Linked DNA regions of Hordeum vulgare: region 1 is linked to region 2. A link is a contact called in public Hi-C data. All regions are on one chromosome and are shown on one strand. Each heading gives the region's core, a stretch centred on a gene start, on an enhancer-like site or on the middle of the called end of the contact. The rest is flanking DNA. Distances are from core to core; before and after follow the strand shown.

Region 1 (4,278 bases), core at 1,343-3,842, 370 kb before region 2:
ATATTCAATCCCAACAACAGGCTCCTCCCGAAGAAAATGCTGCAATGGGTGAAGGAAATGGCACTAGTATGCTTAGCAAATTGTAGATGATGGGCATCATGTGACTCAACTGATATATCAAACAAACCTGTAGTTTGTAATCATACTACTAGAACAATTGATCGCAGAAGTACCAGGGAAAAATACAGGAGCTGAGATAATATTAACTGCACTTAAGATATGAAGACTAAATTCATAAAACACATGACACTTGGCTGAACCTAGTTAATAGTTCGGTTGCTAAACATAGAATGAAATAAATCCTACAAACCAAAACCGGAGAAATATTAAGAGATGGGATTGTGAGAACCTGCAGAAATTCATCACGTAAGCTGGTTGATTGCATTTGATCACGCTCCAGATATGCAGACTCGATCTCTGACATCATTAAAGCACGCACAATCGATATCTCACGTTCAGAAAATCCATAGAGCCGTGCCCTAGCAACCTTCAGAAAAATATTGCGAAAGGGATCACTTTGAAGTCAAACATCACAAGATTAGATAAACCACATTCTTTCAACCATAAAGTGTAATTCTCTATATTAAGAAATCATTGCCAGTGTGCCAACGATTGGCTCCGCAATGAGGATACGATCATACAATAAAGTAAGGGTGTTATTTGCGTACTAATTGTTTTCTGCCATTGGCTCACTGGAACTTCCCATGATATTTATTATTCTAACCAGTTGGTTGACCATTAGATTTTTGATAATGCAGGGTGCCATGGCAAGAAATGCATCTCCATTTATACCTCAACTAGCATAGACTCAAGAGCCTCAACCGTGCCTCTTTCGCGACAACTGGATGTCATAATGTATGCCTTCACCGGACGGACAAGAGCATCTGCGGCTGAAGAGCAAGAGAAGTATGGAGGATCCCTCCTACGAGATAGTTTGAAGAGCCTCTGGTTCAGAGCACAATGGAAAATTGATTCTGCCAATGAGTCCCTATAATCCTTGACTGTTTTAATTTCACCAGCAGGCATCTTACAGCTAATAACAACAGCTGACTGTTTTGGGTACAAGAGAAACAAGAAAACAGATAAAAGGTGTCTTATTAGAAACATTCACAGTTAGATACAAAATATATCCCTGATTATAAAATACTGACCCCTGCAGCTTCGGATTCCACAAAGCATGAAAATCGAGGTTCAATATGCGATGGAACTGGAAACTCCGGTATAACCTGTGGAGGGAAGGAAGCTGGCGCTTTCTGGCCAAAATGCTCCTTTATTAACTCAACAACAGCCTGTAGTAAGTCAAGAGTTACACACAAAATGGCGATAATATTATGGATAAATGGATTTCAATTATGCCAATGGGAGCAAATACAGACCTGTGTATCTGGGAAGTCACCCACTGCAAAGACAGCCATATTGCTTAGATTGTACCACTTATGATAAAAATTTCTAACTGTCTCATGTGTAACGGTCCGTATCACCTTCTCTGTACCTATCGGCAAACGTTCTGCATACTGAACAGAAGGACATTAACAAAGCATACCTTTTTTACAAATACCTATAGTTGTAAATACAGTATCATTGAATCCCATTAGGAAAACACAATGCGCCACAGAGCACACCCTGCCCTTCATAGAAGAAGGTCACTACTTAAACTGACACCCACAGACGGCTCTTGCACATCGATGTGATGGAACAAGTGATTATTGTAGATTTTCCGTTTATAGCAGGACAGAGAGCAATACCTTAGAACCCTCAAACAACAATGTCCAGTGGGAGTCCTGCATCCTCCCAGTGGCGTTGCGCCCGCCCCTGTACTCCTCCAGCACAGCACCCCTTTCTTTCTCCAGATCCTCCGCTGAAACCCGAACCTTCTCGCCAACATTTACCAGCATCAGCAAACTACACATGAGTAAATGGCAGTGGATGGAAGGCCGAAACCCCATTATTACCTCGGAGCTGAACTCGGCGAGGATGGAGATTGCCTGGGAGAGCAGTCCGGGCTTGTCCACAGGCACGAGCAGCTCATAGATGGTTTCGTCAGAGGAGGTGAGAGCGTTCTGGCAGGCGCCAAACTCTGCGCCAATGCTCTCCAGGAATTTAACGATGTCATGGTTGGTGTAGCGTGACGTGGCGCTGAAGGCAAGGTGCTCGACGATATGCGCCACCCCGCGCTCGTCCTCCTCCTCCGCCACCGACCTGCACGCGCGAATCAAATCCAGCCACATACAGATATACGACCAAAATAAACGAACTAAGGGACCGAAGAGCAGGTCGAGCAAAGGGATGCACGCTAGAGAGTGAGTACTGACCCGACCTTGACGGCGAGGGAGAGGGCTGCGCGCATGCGGGGCTTGGGATTGGAGCGGACGTAGTAGGTGAGTCCGTTGGCGAGGCGGCCGTAGGCGACGCCGACGGGCTCGGCCGGGAGGGCCTCTTCCATGGACACGTTCACCAGCTTCAGCGACCGGAACCCGACCCCGCGTCGCAGCCCTCGCCCACCAACCGCGCCGCCACCGGCCGGCGCCTCCGACGCCGGCGGTAGCAGATCCATGGCTGCTCCTGGTACTGCGCAGCGAAAGCGAGGGAGGGAGCAGGGATCGGATGGGACGGGTACGTCGGGCTAGGGATGCGCGTGCAATGAGATACGTGGCAGACTGGCCGTACGCCGTGCGGTGACGTCAGAATATTTTTTTGACACGATAAGGGGTTTGCACAGCACGTATAATAATGATGTTATTTCAGAAGTGTGAGGGAAGAAAATTCGAAAGAAAAGGTCTATCTTCTCTTATTTAAGAGATCATCCCTAATTTCTTAATATTCTGATTCTGCCCAAGTCGCTTAGCTCCTCTTATGCTTTTGTCCTTTAACCATTTGACCATCATTTTAAAAACTTCATAAAAAATCATACTAATTTGGAAAAATTCAAATAAGATGTCAAAATGTTCAAAGAAACGTCATCTATATGTGCATGTCATTCGCATTTATGACAAAAATGCTAGAAAGTCCCCATATGAGTTTGAGCTATCATCTACGATGAGGACTTTCCAACATTTTTGTCAAGAACGGCATGCACATATAGGTGATGTTTTTCTAAATATTTTGATATCTTATTTGAGTTTTTCTGAGTTACTATGATTTTTTTGTGAAGTTTACAAAGTGATAGTGAAAGGACAAAATCATAAGAGAAGCAAATGGTTTGGGCTGGAACGAGTGTTTTTTTAAACTTGCCGAGTGTGTCCCAACCAGGGGCATAAAATCAATAGTCCCTTCAGTTATTGTAGAGGATGTTAAGAGATAACCCATTGTAGACATGTTTTTATTGTCGTCTCTAAATTACATGCAAGTCTTGAGATAAAATGCGAACAGAATTTGATACTTTTTCCACACATTTTCATGCCAAAACCATTGGCTTTTTCTTCTTCAGCACATACTTTGGCTGCTGATTTTGATTTGGACTCCCTTTTTTCTTTGAAACCTTGGGTGGCTTGGAAGCTTTTGCCGCACCTCTCATTTTCTTACTCCCTCCACCTTTGTGAGGAGTCCAAATGCGTCGAGGTTAGGCCGGAGTTGCACGGTGAAGCTCCTCGTCAGACTTGCTTCGAGCTCGTGCTGAGTGTACTAGGGGAGAGAATACGAGGGTGAAACAAAAGAGAAACTAAAGGAAGAAGACAACGGGAGGGGTTTATAAGGAAAAGACCCAACCGCTTAAGCGAGATCTACGGTCCACAAAAACTGGACTCTCAACATTCAACACGTGGAGATCATGAGGCACGTGCCAACTGTTTCCCCCGATACTCGGCAAGAGAGCGAGATTTTGAAAGGTTCAACGGGGCCTCTGCCAGAACAGATAAAAGTTTCAAAGTGCATTTCATTCGTGACCAAGGATGGTAGAGGAAAATGTGGTTCAAATCAATTTGCATACACATGACGGACAGTAAAGAGTTAGACAAGAAAGAATAGAGGGGAAATAGGGTCCAAAACATAATCACTCGACTAGAACACGAAACAAAATCCAAATAACTTCGACTGAATTGTTCATCGGACGAAACGCCAAATCCTTCAAATGAAAAAAATGGAAAGGCATGAGCGAATAGAATCGTTTAGAAAATAGACAACTCGGTAGATAAAACACAAAGGTTGGACAGACAAGTTCATGCACCAACAATTTTATCTCGGGGTAGAAGATAAGAAATGAGTAGCTCCATGACAACATTTAAGAAAGACTACTTAGCTTTCACCACCCACGTTCTGGTGGGTGGAGGAGACCTAATTTGA
Region 2 (3,708 bases), core at 1,014-3,513:
GAAAGTTTCCGAAACTGGAATCCCCGCAACCGTAATGGGCTGGCCGAGATCATCCCTGACCCGCTCTTTTTGTGTACGAACCCCTAACAATTTGCCGCAACGTACGGCGAATAGCATTTCCCCTGTTTAACCGGAAAACACTATTTGATGCTGGGCAAACGCAAGGGGCGCCACAAACTGGGCCGGCCCATCTCACTCTGCAGCCAGTTCTTGTTTCTGCATCATTTGTTTTGTCTTTTTTTATCTTTCGTTTGCATCTTTTTTTCCTTTTTTTTGTTTTTCTTCATTTTTATGGTTATTTTTTATCCTATGTTTATGTTTTAATTTTTTTCTTAAAATTCACAAAATGTTCCAAACTTCAAATATTTTCCGTTTTTCAAAAACCTTCCTAACTTCCAAAAATGTTCGGGATTTTAGAAAAATGTCCGACATTTTCAAAAAATGTTAGCCATTTTTAGAAAGTTTTTTTTTCTTGAGAAAATGTTCTTTTTTCCAAAAAACTATTATCGTTTCCTATTTAATTCTTTCCTTCACTTTTGTTCCTTCTTCCTTTTTCTATTTTTCTATTTGACATTTTATAATTTTCATTTTAAATTTCAAAAAATGTTCTCGTATTCACAGTTTATATTTAAATGTCCGTGCTTCAAAAAATGTTCCTTCTTCCAAAATGTTCATCTTTTGAAAAATGTTTGTGTTTCAAAAATTGTTCTTGTATTTGAAAAACTGCCTGATTTTTCAAAAAATGTTCCCTTTTTCATAAATTGTTCGCAATTTAAAAAAAAATGTTCTTCTTTTCACATTTTAATACAAAATGTTCCTATTTTATGAAAAATGTTTCTCTTTTTTGAAAATTAGTTCACAAATTGAAAACTTATTCAAATTTTGTTTGCAATTCTAAAATTATTCATGATTTTAAAATGTTCAGGAAGTTTAAAAATTATTCTTAATTTTCTTAAAATAGTTGCCGTTTCAGAAAATGTAGGTAAGTTAAAAATGTTCATGTTTTAAAAAGTGTACATTAGTTCAAAAAATGTTCCCGTCTCAAAAGAATTTCAAAAATTTCAATAAATGTTCTTTCTTACAACAAAAATATTCCCCTTTTCAAATTTATTTATAGACTAAGAAATTATTTTTGTTTTCCAATTTTTTTTGTGGATTTTTAAAAAATCGCGCTTCCAAATTCGTTCTCGTTTTTCTAAAATTGATCTCGGTTTCAAAATTTGTTCCCAAAATTCAAAAATTATTTGTTCTTTAAAAGTTATCCGCTCTTTCAAATTTTTCTAGGGTTTTAAAAAAAGTTCTTGTTTTGAAAAATTTCTTCCGAAGATTCAAGAAATATTCGTGTATCTAAAAAAGTGTTTGCGCTTCCTAATTTGTTCATGTTTTATTAAATTGTTCTCGCTTTCAAAAATTGTTATCAAAAAGCAAAAAAAGCTCTAAAATTTTGAATTTTTTTCACGCTTTCACATTTGTTCGGGCTTTTTCAAAATTGTTCTCCTTTTCATATTTTTGTTCTCAAGATTCAAAAAATATTCGTGCTTTAGAAAAAATCACCCTTCCAAATTTTTTTCACTTTTAAAAAAAGAACTGTACTCAGTTTCAAAATTCAAAAACTGTTCGTGCTTTAAAACTTTGTCCGTGCTTTCAAATTTGTTCGGGGTTTCTCAAACCTTTTCTAAATTTTGTTCTCAAGATTAAAAAAATGTTCGTTTTTAAAAAAATTGTTCATGCTTCCAAATTTGTTCACTTTTTTGAAAATTGTTCTTGGTTTCAAAATTTGTTCTCAAAATTTTAAAAATGCTCGTGGTTGAAAATTTCGTTCATGTTTTCAAATTTGTTCTGGGTTTTTAAAAATTGTTTTTTTTTGAATTTTGTTTCTCATGATTTAAAAAATGTTTGTGCTTTAGAAAATTGTTCACGATTTTTTAAAAAAATATTAAAGTTCTAATCTTTTTTTATGTTCAAGTACAAAAAATGGAAGAATAAACGAACCAAAAAAAGAAAATAAGACAGAGAAGGAAAAAAATAACAGAAAAATAGAAACAAAACTGGGCCGGCCCAGTCGGGGCTTCCCCTGTGCGGCGCAGGGCTGCCTGCCGCAGTGATCGGCAGGTAGGAGCTCCTTGTTTAACCTGTGCCGTGCCTGGTCCATGACAGACAGTGCCGCATGCTCGCGGGCTGGCCTGATTAGCCCGGTCCGTTTGGCTAGCTTTGGTGTAGATCGGCCCGCCGGCTTCCCTAGGTCGCATCCCGTATTGGCCCCGTCTCTCTTCTTCGTTTCCTCATCCACTATACACTGCTACGCTCCCTCCCGAGTCCCAGTCTTGGTTCCTCAACCTCCGACGTGCCGCCCCGTTCATCCCGGCGGCGCGGCTGGCCTAGAGGTCGGAACACGCGCCTCTCAATCTCCTCAGCACCACCAGCAGGGTATCAGCAGCCAGCAAATAAGCCCGGCCGCACCAGGATGCTCCCCACCCTCCTCGGCGGCTACCTCACCGTCTCCGCGCTACCGCTACCGCTCCCAACCGCGACAGCGACTCCGCGAACACGGATCCTCCCTGGGCTCAGGCCCTCCTCCCGCCTCGTCGCCCGCCGAAGCGCAGGGGAAACGGTACACGCAACGGCTACAGAAGAGGAGGAGCAGGAGTGGAAGGAACTCCAGGAGGAGGGGCTCCCGAGGCGGGGGCAGCACACAGAGGATGACCACGACCACGACCCCGAGATCGCGGACATTATGGGGGACTACTTCGACGATCCCAAGAAAGCCCAGTCCCGTGTGAGCACTGATTCTTTTCTCCTCTCCACCCCTTCTTCTTTGGCTTGTCCTCCTTCTAATGATGGGTCTGTTTCTTTGATTGGGTAGATGGAGGAGAGGATAAAGAAGAAGCGGCACAAGATCGTGCAGGCCAAGACCGGCTCGCCCAATCCCATGAATGTCGTTTTCAACAAGTAATCATGTCTTCCATACTCTCTTTTTTTGGACGAAAGACAGCAGCAATAAGTAATTTCTGACTTTCAACTACGCCTACTCTTTATATTTATATATAGTAAAGAGCACTATTCTGAGTTGTATCTCATTATTCTTGCCGGCCCAAAAAGAGGGTAAACTTCATCGAAGAAACACGAGTTCTTTCCACCACAACCGCCTATCTCTCTACGGGAACATCGCCTTTCACTGAAAGAATATTCCGCCTTTATGAGACACCAAAGCGTCAAACCTAGGGTTTTATACCTGGTGGGCTCAAGGTATCACTGCCCTCCTAAGTCCTAACCATCCAACCATAGGTTGTTTCTCGAGAAATATGAGTTCTTTTGCTTCCTTTCCGTTAAGAGAAGTGAAGAATACAAGATAAATGACTACAACAGGCAATCACAAGCCTAAAAGATCATGTGTGATGGATGATGCCGATGATCCGATTGTGTCGTGATCTTGTGAGTGGCCAGGTTGTCCAACGGTGCCTGTGTGTGGTTTGTAATCTAGGTTTTCGTCCGATTTTCCTCTAATTAACCAGACAACTCTCTTCTTCTTAATCGATGAAAATTACAAATATTTGCCTACTTTTAAGAAGAACTACACCGAGACTGAGACGGCAAGCGAGACTGAGACGGCAAGCGCCAAAAAGAAGGAAACGGAGGCCTATCCTCTCCATTGTCCTTAAAGGTTGCATAGGAACACCACAGCTGTATACAAAGAGCTCCAATCTACCA

What was found. A called contact is a pair of places that touch in the nucleus more often than the background predicts.
Region 1: a contact with region 2 is called in a Hi-C map of seedling, with 6 times the contacts expected there. The contact joins the promoter of LOC123443700 here to the promoter of LOC123443699 in region 2. A contact is called at or near these places in 3 of 6 Hi-C or Micro-C datasets (leaf and seedling).

The regions. Positions count from the first base shown.
Region 1 is chr3H:305,569,288-305,573,565 of MorexV3_pseudomolecules_assembly, reverse strand. LOC123443700 (zinc protease PQQL-like) reads right to left here and starts at 2,592. Exons shown (of 21, transcript XM_045120199.1): 1 at 2,313-2,592; 2 at 1,953-2,199; 3 at 1,746-1,871; 4 at 1,377-1,514; 5 at 1,152-1,289; 6 at 793-1,050; 7 at 350-487; 8 at 1-39. The coding sequence starts at 2,554.
Region 2 is chr3H:305,199,293-305,203,000 of MorexV3_pseudomolecules_assembly, reverse strand. It overlaps LOC123443699, which reads left to right and starts at 2,263. Exons shown (of 7, transcript XM_045120198.1): 1 at 2,263-2,776; 2 at 2,864-2,949. The coding sequence starts at 2,465.